Regions from separate parts of the Oncorhynchus mykiss genome. Here region 1 is linked to region 2. The links are chromatin contacts, called in public Hi-C maps. All regions are on one chromosome and are shown on one strand. The core of a region is the stretch at or near the end of the contact, and the rest is flanking DNA. Distances in the headings are between cores, read along the strand shown. Region 1 holds the start of fam20b (glycosaminoglycan xylosylkinase). Region 2 holds the start of impact (impact RWD domain protein).

Region 1 (7,035 bases), core at 678-3,177, 590 kb after region 2:
GCCTTTAACTCCAATTCCATTGGCCACAATGTGAATCATTGTAAATGGAATACATAGCAACACTTTCTACTCCACCCATTCCATTTGTTCCAATGCAACACTGTCAGCCTATAAATTTGAATATTGACTAATAGAGAGAACTATTCTATGTGCCGAGGTAAAAGTGGGGTTGGGAACACCCAGTAGGGTCCGTAGAATCTATATTATTACATGGGGGACTGAGGTTTAAATGCCTAGCTACACTTTCTACTCCACCCTTTGTATTGTCCTAATTCAATAAACTGTAGGCCAATACAGGGCATTTGGAAAGTATTCAGACCCCTAGACTTTTTCCACATTTTGTTACGTTACAGCCTTGTTCTAAAATTGATCAATTTTTTTCCCCCCTCATCAATCTACACACAATATCCCATAATGGCAAAGCAAAAACAGGTTTTAAGACATTTTAGCAAATAACAAAAAATCTGAATTGACATTTACATATGTATTCAGACCCTTTACAAAGTACTTTGTTGAAGCACCTTTGCCATCGATTACTGCCTTGAGGCTTCTTGGGTATGACGCTACAAGCTTGGCACATCTGTATATGGGGGGATTCTCCCATTCTCTGCATATCCTCTCAAGCTCTGTCAGTTTGGATGGGGAGCATCGCTGCACAGTTTTTTTTTAGGTCTCTCCAGAGATGTTAGATCGGGTTCAAGTCCGGGCTCTGGCTGGGCCACTCAAGGACATTGAGACTTGTCCCGAAGCCATTCCTGCGTTGTCTTGGCTGTGTGCTTAGGGTTGTTGACCTGTTGGAAGGTGTACATATATATATATATATATATTCTATAGACCCTAGTGAGTAATCTCAAACCCAATTTTACTTCGGCACCTAAAATAGTTTTCTCTATAAGCCAAAATGTAATTCATACTATAGCTAGTGTATTGCATTGGTGGCATTTATTTGACCTTGGAACATGTTTTAAAACCCACATTTAATGCAAATGTCACTTAAATATAAACAAATGCGAATCATTGTTAAATACAGGTTAATGACACTTTTCTACTATTACCCTACTAAGTATTCCCTACAATACTTGTACTGCACCAGCCAGAATAGTTTTTGCTCTATACGCCAATATGTATTCCATCACAGGAGGTAGGTGGCACTTAAATTGGGGAGGACGAGTTCGTGGTAATGGCTGGAGTGGAATGGTATCAAATAGATCAAACACATGGTTTTATGCCATTCAATTGGCTCCATTCCAGACATTATTATGAGCTGTCTTCCCCTCCGCAGCCTCTACTGTATACAGTGATTTGCAATGAGGACATTTGTCTGACTTTGGGACATGTTTTAAAACCCACATTTTATGCAAATGTAACTTAAATATGAATCATTGGTTTATGTTTAGACATATGTGTCATATATCATGAATAAATACAAGTTATTGAAACTTTTCCACTATTTTCTTTTGTTTTTGTTTTTTTGGAGGGGGGGGGGGATCAGCTTAATATTGCGGAAAGAATGTTGCTTCCAATGTAATTGTCTGCATCATTTCCAATCCTCCATATTTTTTTGGTAAATATATATATCCATACACGCATGCATATATATATATATATATATATATATATATATATATATATATATATATATATATATGCATGTGTGTATGGATATATATATTTACCAAAAAAATATGGTAAATATATATATATATATACATACACATACCTATATAGACATACATACTTTTTAAAAAGAATATACCTTTATTATTATTCCCCGCAAACCCTTCCACGGATCCCCCAATTGGAGTAAACTAATAAACACTTCTGCTTCTACCTTCAATCCATACATATTATACACACTCTACAGACAGTCTACTTTACAATAGTTGTCTCATTTTTCCACTATTAAGTGGGGGACTTTTATTTGGAAAAATTCCGTGACCCGGAACAACTGTTTAAGTGTTGCTGACGAAACGCGGATTTTTTTGACAGCCTATCGATGAATAATACACAATTTCACACACAACATTGAAAACACATTGATCTCGTTTAACACCTAGTAGCCGTAATCGAAAAGGTAAGCCATTTGATCAGACTTGCTAATACGATGGCTGTTGTGAGGTAACGTTAGCTATTTCTTTGCAATCAACGGTGTTGGCAAGCTAACATTAAAGTAATCAGTAGCCTTTTAATCACATTCATAGAATGTTTGATAATGTCTGTTAGCTTGCTCGCTAGTTAGCACACGCTTGTCAGCTTTCAACGCAAGTTTTGATATGGAAAATATCGATGCAATTCGTCAGCTATCAGTACGTTAGCTACTAACTAGACAGGTTGTACTTCTAAGTAGCAGCTAACTAACGAACTTAGATAACTAACCGTTTCTTTGCTAGTTGGCTAGCTAATCGCCCAGCTAACCGGCTAGCTAACCACCCGACTCGCCGGCTAGCTAACCACCCGACTCGCCGGCTAGCTAACCACCCGACTCGCCGGCTAGCTAACCACCCGACTCGCCGGATAGCTAACCACCCGACTCGCCGGCTAGCTAACCACCCGACTCGCCGGCTAGCTAACCACCCGACTCGCCGGCTAGCTAACCACCCGATTAGCCGGCTAGCTAACTAGCCGGCTAGCTAACCAGTACTGCATTGCTGGACGAAAGCAAAACGGACTATACGGTAGCGTTAGCAGCTGTCGATGCAGATTTATTCTAAAATCAACGAAGCGTTTGCTAAATGCCAAACTAACCGTGTGGGCCTTTGCGATTTTCAAACAACTAGCTGGCCAACTACTGTTAGCGTAGAGTTTCCACAGTAGTGGGACGTGTATGTAGTTGGTCCCATGAATTACCGATTGTGTGGAATGCAACTAGAGTCATTCCTGCCTGCGTGGCCACCGGCACTGCTAGACACGGGTTGCTTATATGTATAACTTAGCCGGCTAATTCACGGGTTGTCCTCAGTTAACTACCCAGTACATACACTTTCTGGTATAGTGTGTATTTTTTTAAATTAATTCTCAAGTCGGTTTCATGTCTATTTTGGGCTCCCTAAATAACCTTTCTTTTGAAAGGACCAGAGCCATACATTTAGAATAAATACATAACTCTGGCAAGGACAAGTTGCTCACGGTATCTCAAAGGTATCTCTATTGTTATGCAGGCTCATTTGATATGTTGCAGGCAGTTTGCTTATCTGCCACAAATAGCACAACAACCTCCATCTATGGACAATCTGATCAATATCTTTGTCCTGACCATTACCAACCGATCAATACATCCATCTCAACTGACGTGGGTCTGTATGAGAGGAGCCCTGCTTTGGAGCCTTCATGTCCTGTCCTTATTCTTTTACCCCAACTCAACTCTCCTCTGTTGGGGGAGAGGACCGGCTAATATTCCAGTTTGCTTGGAGCTGTGGAGCCAGACAGACGAGGGTCACTGTCTGACAGCCCAAAGCAAGGTGTTATCCAATATCAAAACATAAAATGTTGTTTTGAAAGACAGGGAGTGATAGGCTAGATGGATCCTGTAACTGATCCTGTAACTGGTGGGAGAACAGCCAGTGGGTTAGGCAGGGTGTTATGTTGTCAGTAAAGTGATTGTTTAAAACCCCAGGTGTGGATCCAGGAATCAGTCAAGTTTGGCTGCTTATGGGTGTCTCTCTCAGCTCTGATGACACAGATTAGAGTTGTAATATGTTACGAATTGAGCCCAGTAATTATACATTCGTTTTTTATCATGCTCCTGTCAATCATGTACCAGCCTGTCCAGCATCTTGGCTCCTGCTTTTTCTGTTTGTCTGTCAACAAGTTTAAGTTTTTATATCTAATTGTTTTTCATCACTAATGTCCTCTCTGACCTCCAACAGGCCGGTTGCTGGTACAGTAGGGGCCTGGTCTAGCTGTGGGTCTTGTGGTGAGACAGAGATCCACACCTGCCCTTCAGAAGGGTGTGTGTTGGAGCTGGGAGGGGGAAGCGACTAGAGGGGGGGCAGGTGCCATGCTCTAGGGGTGAGGTGGTGAAGAGGGGGACTCACAGGTCAGGGGTGGTGTCTGAGGTTGCAGAGGAGATGAAGTTGAAGCAGCGTGTGGTTGTACTGGTTGCTGTGCTACTCCTGTTGGGGCTTGCCAAACTTTTTCTGCTGGACGGAGGAGAGGGGTCCGCAGCCAGCCGACGAGACCTCAGAGCCTTCCGCAAGGTAGGGTTGTGTTTTTGTGTCAGTGTGTATTTATTGTAGCTGGTGCCTGCGTGTAGGCTATGAATGAACGTTTCTATCCATGTGTGTTATCAGATGGAGGCAGGCCTGTCTCTCTCCCGCGGTGCCCGTTTAACACACACTCTCCAGTCTCCATGGGAGGTGGCAGGCCAGTGGGTGGGCCCAAGGGAGGTGTACCCTGAGGAGACCCCCGAGCTGGCAGCCGTCCTCACCGCGTTGGGCACTGCCAGGGTGGAGCGAGCAGACGTGGGCTACAAGGGCACCCAGCTCAAAGCTCTACTAGTACTGGACGGGGGGCAGAAAGTGGTCTTTAAACCCAAGAGGTGAGAGCGAGAAAACACACATGCACACTCCATTCTTTGGTTCTGTGCTGCTGAACAGTCCTCAGGAACTGAGTGTCCTTGTTTCATGCAGACTTCTGTCTGTCTGTTGTCTGGTTTTATGTAAGAATAGGCACTGTGCTTTTACTCTGGTTTATGTAAGAGGATAACTCTCTCCATCACTCCCTCCATCTCCCTTCCTCACTCTTTTTCTAGGTATAGTAGAGACTATATGGTAGAAGGAGAGCCATATGCAGGTTATGATAGACACAATGCAGAGGTGGCAGCTTTTCACCTGGACAGGTACGTGCACATGCGTATCGGTCTTATGCATAAATATATACATTTTACATTCGGGATTGGGAATCTGGATACTGGTGTTAGTTGTATCTGAGTGTCTGTCCTGTGTCTGCTGTAGGATCCTGGGCTTCAGGAGAGCACCCCTAGTGGTAGGGAGGTTTGTCAACCTGAGGACTGAGATCAAACCTGTCGCCACGGACCAGCTACTCAGTACCTTTCTAATGCAGGGTGAGATGCTAGCACACACACAACAGGGCTCTGTTCGGTCCCACCCATAATATGTTTGCGTCTAGGTATGCCACTCCTTAAACGTTGATAAGATAATGTTTTGTGTCTGGGTTCAAGCAGCAGTGGGCTGGATCTCTCTCTAAATGGAAATGGTTAACTTCTCTCTCTCTCTAGGTAATAATAGTTGTTTCTATGGGAAGTGTTACTACTGTAGAGAGAGTGAGCCCGCATGTGCGGAGGGAGAGAACATGGAGGGATCGTTAACTCTCTGGCTGCCAGATGTCTGGCCGCTCCAGAAACATAGACACCCCTGGGGACGCACTTACAGGGAGGGCAAACTGGCCAGGTGTGTGTATTAACGATTTGTCTGTGTATATGTTAACTGTGTGTGCTTGAGTATTCATTTTGTGTGTGTGTGTAGGTGGGAGTATGATGAGAGCTACTGTGATGCGGTAAAGAAGATGCCTCCGTACGACGCTGGTCCCAGACTGCTGGACGTCATCGACACGGCCATCTTTGATTACCTCATCGGCAACGCAGACCGACATCATTATGAGAGTTTCCAAGACGATGGAGGAGCCAGCATGCTCATTCTGCTGGATAACGCAAAGAGGTGGAACACATACACACTCTACTTATTGTAGCTAATGTTAGCACACGAACGGTATAAACACATTTAGGTACTCTAGACATGACTAAGATGACCTCTCCTTCACCTCTCTCTGTCTCCATCTCTACATCCCACACATCACTCCTCTTTTCTAGCGATGTAACGGTTCACCAAACCCACGGTTTGGTACGTATTGTGGTTACAGTTCGGTACAGCGAAAATTAACAATGTTCAACATTCACAATGTTCCCTGCATTGTCTCTTGTCTGGATTGCTCTGATTGACCTCTCAAGTTTCCACTCTGATGCTGCATGTTGCTGGTGGGAATTAACCAGTTGTGAAGTCGTAATACCAGCTGTATACCATGCTGTACCAGCATAAACTAAAAATGCAGCGATTATGCTTGGAAACAGAGTAAAAAAAAACACATTTAATAGTTTGCTTTTTATAAATAATGTTTTGTTAAATTTAACTGCTGAAAATGCTGTTATATAGGTCATTTCCTAAGTAGGTGACAGAGGTAACCATATGGGAGAAGTTGGTGATGGACAAGTTTCCCACAAGTAATTACCAGTTTGAGAGCTGTTCAAGTGGATTTTCCCCAGTCATGGTAAATTCTCACTTGGTTACGAACGCACCATGACACTGCCTCCTTCAGTGCCAGATGCGCATTTGTGACTCTCATAAAGGGGGCATGTCTTTAGCATGGTACATCTCCCACTGTGGGGTAATGTGATGGGCTGTCACTGTTAAGTGAAACAGAGGATGCATTGGTTGAAAACTTCCTGCTTTGGTTCGCTTATAAAGAGCGTAGGGCTGACCCCTTTGTTGACTGGTCGATTGTTTTTTTTAATGGTTCCCAAGACACCTGTTGGATTCATGCCTGTCACAGTGGACTAATCCATTGTGGAGGCTACAGGGATGGCACAGTCCATCACTCTAAGACATCTGATACTGACATTTTATATGGTTATATAATGTAAAACAAATAATGGTGCAACACTAATAAATCTAGTATTATTTTATAACAAATGCACTTTCTCCCGCTTTGGGTATGGTCGCTGTCCGCGGTTCCAAAACAATCTTTAGTGAGCTGTAGAATTTGTGCCTTTCCCTATGTTGCCATCTGCATAATAACTAAATGAACCAGCATATTGGGATTGAGAACAACGCTGCGGAGGCAGCAGCAGCAGAGATGAGGAAACAGCCCTTGCTTTAAGCCCTATTCAGACGGGGTTCGTTTTACTGGGGGAGATCGGGTAATGTGCACAAAACACCACATCTGTAATTTTAGTCCTGTCCGAATCTGTCAGTTATTTGTACATGGCTGGAGAGTAACAATTCCAGTCAGAATAACCTACTG
Region 2 (7,423 bases), core at 3,819-6,318:
CAGGAGTCGCTAGTGCGCGATGAGACAAGAATATCCCTACCGGCCAAACCCTCCCTAACCCGGACGACGCTAGGCCAATTGTGCATCGCCCCATGGACCTGTCGGTCGCGGCCGGCTGCGATAGAGCCTGGGTGCGAACCCAGAGTCTTTGGTGGCACAGCTAGCACTGCGATATAGTGCCCTAGACCACTGTGCCACCCGGGAGGCCCAAACTCTAGAATACTAATCCTAGAATGCTATAGGCTGGCCCTATCTTAAAATTACATTTCTGTACACAATGTTCAAGAGGGGCGGCAGGTAGCCTAGTGGTTAGAGCATTGGGCCAGTAGCTGAAAGGTTGCTAGATCGAATCACCGAGCTAACAAGGTAAAAATCTGTCGTTCTGCCCCTGAACAGGGCAGTTAACCCACTGTTCCTAGGCCGTCATTGTAAATAAGAATTTGTTCTTAACTGACTTGCCTAGTTAAATAAAGGTTAAAAAGAGTACATCTGGGGCACAATGGGTAATAACAATAAAGACCGTTTGTCTGTCCATTGCATCATATTCATAAGTAGTGGGCCTATAGGCTGGTGCTTACTGACTCCTTGCCTGCACTGTGTGAGAATGAGTTGGCCACGTCACTAAGGCCAGACAGCAACACATGTATTCAATTACTGTCACAGCCTGCCCTCCTCAATGGGCTTTTGTGTTTGCACAACACTCTTACACACACACCATCTTGGTCATGTTCACTGCACCCAGGCAAAAGCTCTCATCTCATGATCTGCCTCTGCTGTTAACCCCCAAGCACATTTAAAAGTACAGTCTTTGTCCTCCTTGGTGAGCAAACATCTGTTATCATAGGTGATGTATACAGTATGTGCTGCTGTCTAGAATTTTAGAGGGAGTGAGCTGACGATGTCACAGAGAGTTATATTTTTCACCAGGCAGGCATGTTGAGAGAGTTTCTGGAAATGATTGTGTGACCACTAAGCAGTATTCTGAGAGACAATTGTCAATATGGCTGTCTGGGCCAGGGAATTACTAATTCATTGCATACAGTAACTCCTTGTTCTGCGAAAAAATTTAAGTTTGGACACACCTACTCATTCAAGTGTTTTTCTATATTTTTACTATTTTCTACATCGTAGAATAATAGTGAAGACATCAAAACTATGAAATAACACATTTGGAATCATGTAGTAATCAAAACAGTGGTAAACAAAATGTATTTAGTATAGTTAGGTTTGCCTACTACCTGTGACAAGCTACAACTTCGATGAAATGTATTTTGTCACCTGGTCTGACATGACCCTCCTATGCCTAGAAAGAAATATCAAGTTAATTAATGCGCTAACAAAGCCTGAAACTACCAGCATGAAGGAAACCCAGAGCCCAGCTACATGGAGGGGATAATGAATGAGGAGCTGTAATAATTCAAAATAACAAACCACAACATGAAGAAGCTCATTAAAAACTAATGGCAACTTAATAGGATGCCAAATTGCACACTTTATCTCCCTCTGCAATGCTCAAGGCTGCCTTGAGACGCATGTAAACCACAGGTTGTTTCACACAGTGTTGTAAGATATGGTTTCCTTTGCCCATTTCAGTATGCTCTGAGTTGAGCAGTCAGTAAACCGACACTCCTATGGTAGCATTATCATCATTACTGACTGTTTTACTTCTGTTGACACCAAAACAAAGCAGATAATTGGTTCCTGCATTTGAAAATCTTTCAAATCCGACATAGGTTACAATCTCAATGACATCAATATTTTCTCAAGTAAAAACAAATCCCTCACACAGTTGTACCCCCAGGTTCGTCATCATATAATGTAGGTTTCTAGGTCCTGGAAAATATAAAACTTGAAATGGCTACTGTTGCTCTATGCACTACCATTACTCATAAATATACCCTAACTTGTAGATGGCTCTCATGATGAAAAACAGCCTTCTGATAAAATAAAATGTATTTCACATCCTGGGGCTCAGTCTGATGGCACAGCTGTGAGTGGCACCCCATCAGTGTGAAACTAATGAAGTGAGGACTGGGATTGAGTATGGTGCAGGTAACAGCAGCTGGGATATGATTGGCCATCCCCCTCCCCATACTATCCAAATATATAGCTCCAAAAGGTCAGCTCAGGCTGGGCATTCCCTGCCATGTTCCCATTTAGCAAGAATATTACCTCATGTCATATTATTCCGATTTACAGTGGATTAGGCTGGTTGGTGACAGTTACTGTGTGTAGCCTGAGCATTCTATGATAACATTCAGCCCATTCTATGAAAAATAATGTTCCTTGGTGTATTAAATCAGCGGTTCCAAACCCTGGTCTTCGAGTAAACCCAATAGTATAAATTTTTACTGTAACCTTGGACAAGCACATTTGGTTCAACTAGTCATCAAGCCCTTGATGAGTTGAATGAGGAATGTTGTTCCAGGGCTACAAAAAAAGGTGTACTGTTGGATGTTCTAAAGGACTGGAGTTGGAAAACACTTATATCAATGAAATCACTCAGATATCTACTCCCTCAGCTGCTTGTTTTTCCTGAAAGCAAACATTCACATGAGATCAAGGTCACTGTGCAGTCACTTGCATTATAATCTTCTCAAATTCTGTATTCATTAAGAACTGTAAGCTAAGCAGTTGGCTGAATTCCACTTACTGCAGGTGGCAGACAGTATGTTAGTATATGTTAGTCCATAAGTAACTACTAGGGCTAGGTCATCAAGCGGGCTGTTTTTTTAGTTCTGCACCACAACTAAAAAAAGCATTCATTCATTATTCATGACAAAAAGGGGAGAGTTGGTTTTGATTGTTTCTGTACACTAGCTATGTATTTAACAATTGAGTTTAGGGTCAATTCAGGACGTTTAATTGAAATTCAATGAATTAACTGAAAAATGCTAAATGAAGACTCGGTTAGTGACACATTAATACAAATTTCAATTAATCTCTAGAACTTATTTAAATTCATCTTGAATTGGATCTTCACCCTGATTCATTGAGAGAAAATAGTAGATGTTCTAGCTAGCCGTAGCCTTCTAGAATCTGATTTAGTTAGCTAATGCTGCTGTAGACAATTAGGTAGCTAGGCGTTGAGGCTAAGATTTAGGCAAACTACGTGATACAACGGCAATGCTGGGCTAGTTCTAAACATATACCTGCATGTCTGGCTTTTCAATGCAGCGGCTAAAATGAATGTCTTCCTAGTTAGTTAGTTAGTTGGTAGCAACCATTGATAACGACTCGTTACATATCTGTGGCTAAACTGTCCAATGCCAAATATATAGTTAACTACACCAGCTGGCTGGTTAGTTTTTAGCATAACTATTACTGTCAAAACAGCTTAACTACTACTACTAGCTAGATCATCAGGCACACCAACGAACAAACTTGCCAGCCCAAATAAGTTTGAGTAGAATGTATAAGTGGGCCTGGCTGGCGTCATGTACCTACTACTAGTTCGCTGCTAGCCACGCCAATGTTTGGTAAACAAACAAGCTAGCTAGCTTGCTAACTAACGTTATCTACTAAGCGAACTTAGGTACTAGCACCCAGTTCTGGTTGGATGTTTAACTCTTCAAAAACAACCACATCATATTGTTTTATGTGCATCAACGTCTTTCTCAATAGCAAAGTAACGTTACACTTACTAGCAAATATAGCAAGTTAGCAAAGAGGCTCACTTACCAGCTGTTGCCTTATCCACCGTAGCATCCTTGCAAAATGTCCTCCGACGAGCCAGCAAAGTTGCTAGCTAGCTACTCCCATAAAACCTTCCCAAACCATAAATAATTCCTTTTACAGGCACGTCTTCTTGTGTCCGTTACACAAAACATCCAGGCTGTGTGATTATTTGATCAAATATGATCTCTCCCATGACGTGAAGTAATATCTCTGATGTGACTGACACACTGAGCTATATTCTGACAGCTACGAAGTATGTCTAGTGAGTGTCCTGTACTGTGCGCTTCCTGCCCAGCTACATCCCTCTCTGCGAAGCTCGAGCAATCGGTTTTCAGCTCTGTGGCTCTCCTGTCGACGTAGCAGCACCGATTGGCACCACATCGTCCCAGTTGTAATGGGACAAACACACAATCTATATTATTTTCTACAGTCCAAATTTGCGCAATACAACATAAATACAGTTAGTCAATACATTTCCAAACTGCATCCTTCCAAATAGTGATTTCTATGTTTCTATTTTAAATATTTTAATGTTCATTACATTCATATACATAGACTCCAACCATTTCTCAATGTGCTCCAAATAATAATATTATTTATCTTATAAAAAGTAAGACCACTCTTGAGTTTATATTTTCCCCAGATGTAGTTATATTTTTGTATCACAATGCACTATGACTATAATGCACACATTATGGCTGACCCTGTAAAATAATACATTTCACTGCACCTATCCGGTGTACGTGACAATAAAAACTTAAAATCAAGCACGATGCAAAATTGCAAACAAATATTGATTCGTATCATACGCATAGCGTTTTACTGCGGGCTTTTATTTTGAAAGCACAAAACTAAAGTCCTAATATTGCCAACTGTGGTGAGGTGTGTATATATAAATCATTGTGTGTTGCCCATATAATTAGGAATTAGAACAACCTATATTAATACTTTAATATGATCTATATACTGTGACCACGGGTTGCAGACGTGGCGATAATTCCCCAAAGTTTTAAAACGTCTAGCTAGAGGACCTTTCGTAATTCATACCAAGCGTTCATGATTTAAACTACCATTTCCGGGTCAAAAGGTGAATACATTTCATTGTAAAAGTCCTTGTTCAAAAGATGAAACGGTAGGGGGAAAGTGATTGATATGGAATTTTACATTGATTTACATTTCTTGAATTTAAAATGAGTGATGATTGCTATAATATTTGTTTAGCTAATTAATCCACTTATTGCACCATGTGTTTCAAACAATGATGTATATATCTGGTTTCAAATAAGGACTCTTATTTTGGTAGTACGTGAAAACCTTGACCCGGAGGTGGTTCGTTGTCCTGTCAGAGCAACAGCTGAGTTGGTGATACAGAATGTCAAGCAAGCCTCTTATCGAGCTAATTTTGTGTTGATACTGTACGAATAGACTGCTGTAACACTACTACTTCTAAGTATGAACTGAAGTGTTTGTCTGCTTACTTGCTTTGGATAAATTAATGGCAAACATAGATGTTGGGAATGCAGGGGATCTTCAATCTCAAGTAAGTACCCTACTGTTGAACAGAACTCAGGGCTGGGCATGACTGAAGTTCACATTAGTGGAGAGTATGACCCATTTTGTACTTTGATTCATATTTTTATATATTTGACTCAACTATAAAAACAGACATGAGAGAAAGCTTATAGATCATTTGCTTTTAGATGACTACATTATTATTATTATAACACAATATTACACTATTTTCTTCATCAGATCGAAGAGGTCGAGGCACTTTCCTCCATATACGGTGACGAATGGTGTGTTATTGATGAAGCAGCAAGAATATTTTGCATCAAAATAACGGATGATATAGACTATCCAAAACTGAAAGCATGTTTACAGGTAATTGTTTCATTACATTTTTGTGTGTTTAAAAAGTTTCCGAGCAGTGTATGATAGCAATAACTCTCGAGTTTAATTTCCATAATTAGATCATTCTCCCACATGATTACCCGAGTGCAGCACCACCTGTCTACCAAATAAAGTAAGTCTACATGTTGGGTTTTACAGTACAGTACACTTACACTACCTCTGATAAACATGTATCAGGCATAAAAAAAAGCTAATTATTAAGACTAACATTTGAGACATATTCTGCCTTCTCTCCTCATGCAGTGCAGCATGGTTGCGAGGCCCTGATAGAAAGACCCTGTCCAGCAGCCTTGAGGAGCTCTATGTGTGAGTGGATTTCATAATCACTGACTACTGTACATGAAGCACAGAATAGTTATCCCTGAACATGGAGGGGATTCCATCATAATGCTAACCTAAAGATGGATTGCCTGATGGTGAAGCCAAATTTGCTTGCGGTATTGCTGATTACAGTCCATTACCCTGTCTCACCCAAGTCTCTGAGTAGATATGTCTCCACTGACATCAAACTAACCAGTGGTGTCTTTCCTAACAGGGCGAACACTGGGGAAAGCATCCTCTACCTCTGGGTGGAGAAGGTCCGGGAGTTCCTTCTGGAGAAATCCCAAAGCACAGACACAGGTGAGAATCGCATGTCATGTCTGATTGATAGTATGCTTTATTTTTTCACTAGAGGGCAGTAAATAAATCATTTTTTCCAACTCCAGAAATCCAATTATGAAAGTGTGCACCCATTGCCTTCCTCATAAAGGTATATATTAATGCCAATGAGCTCAGACAGAAAAACTATTGAGAAAGCTTGATTTCAATCTCTTTCCTTTCTTGGAGATGACAGTCAAAATTCTTGGGGTCTTTCATTCAGGTCTTCGATGTGCTCCCATGCATCATTGTGATAAGATGAACACAAGACTTGGTGGGTGGTATTTGAAAAGCCCTCTTTCCTGTTTCTGTAATTTAAGATCAGTATCTGAGTAATGGCTTTCAGTGCTGTGAGCCTGTGACGAAACCTTTGTCAAATATTTTTTAAAAGAGGCTGAGGAAAGAGAAGTACATTTGGTTGTTTGTTGTATTGTCTTTGAAAATTGTTTTCTATGAATGGATGAGTTTTAATGCCTTTTATTCCCCTTTTTGAACACTAAGGAAAACAGGATACCATATTATTCTAACTCTTCACTGTTTTCTAAAGCCGTTCAACTTGTTAGCTAATTAAGCACAGTGCTTTAATTTAGTACTATTTCAATTAATAACTATGGAATCCATCAATATGGATGCAGTCCTATCATTGTAATTACGTTCTTTCTCTCTGGACAGTTGTTATGATCAACTGAAATGGGAGAAAGCAGAGAATGTGTATGCTGTGAAAATGAGATGCTGGGTATAGATCACAGAGCATTCTTGCTTTAGAGGAAATCATTCAGTTTGGAGCACATTCATAAAAGTATAAAAGGCAAGTTGAAAATTGTATTTTGTATTCAAATTGCAGCTTATGTCCTCTTCCATAACGAGCAACTGATTTGGGAAATGGTTGATGTTAATGCCCTCCGAACCTTCATTTAAATGTATTCTCATTGCAAAGTTTTCCCCCTTTTTAATGAACTCCTACTATTCTAAATGCAATCATTTTACTTGTGGAAGCATCCTTATCTAGAAACTGTCAGAGAAGTGATTTGGGATTATTTGATGAAAAGGCCTTTACAGTGGGGTCTGAAATTATTGACACCCTTGATAAAGATGAGCAAAAATGACTGCTTAAAATAAATCATTCAAATACTGAGCTACATTGTGTCCACCAGCATATTTTACAGTAGGTATGGGGTTCATTTCTGTTCATGCA

What was found. Hi-C and Micro-C count contacts between places; a contact is called where the count stands out from the background.
Region 1: a contact with region 2 is called in a Hi-C map of liver, with 9 times the contacts expected there. A contact is called at or near these places in 2 of 3 Hi-C or Micro-C datasets (blood and liver).

What each region holds. Positions count from the first base shown.
Region 1 is chr5:71,693,965-71,700,999 of USDA_OmykA_1.1, forward strand. It overlaps fam20b (glycosaminoglycan xylosylkinase), which reads left to right and starts at 1,928. Exons shown (of 9, transcript XM_021604208.2): 1 at 1,928-2,074; 2 at 3,867-4,196; 3 at 4,290-4,537; 4 at 4,751-4,837; 5 at 4,953-5,062; 6 at 5,237-5,408; 7 at 5,484-5,675. The coding sequence starts at 4,068.
Region 2 is chr5:71,102,111-71,109,533 of USDA_OmykA_1.1, forward strand. impact (impact RWD domain protein) reads left to right here and starts at 5,069. Exons shown (of 11, transcript NM_001160535.2): 1 at 5,069-5,218; 2 at 5,431-5,559; 3 at 5,649-5,701; 4 at 5,833-5,895; 5 at 6,125-6,210. The coding sequence starts at 5,174. It overlaps LOC110524470 (probable phospholipid-transporting ATPase IF), which reads right to left and starts at 4,090. Exons shown (of 30, transcript XM_036978280.1): 1 at 3,682-4,090. The coding sequence starts at 3,708.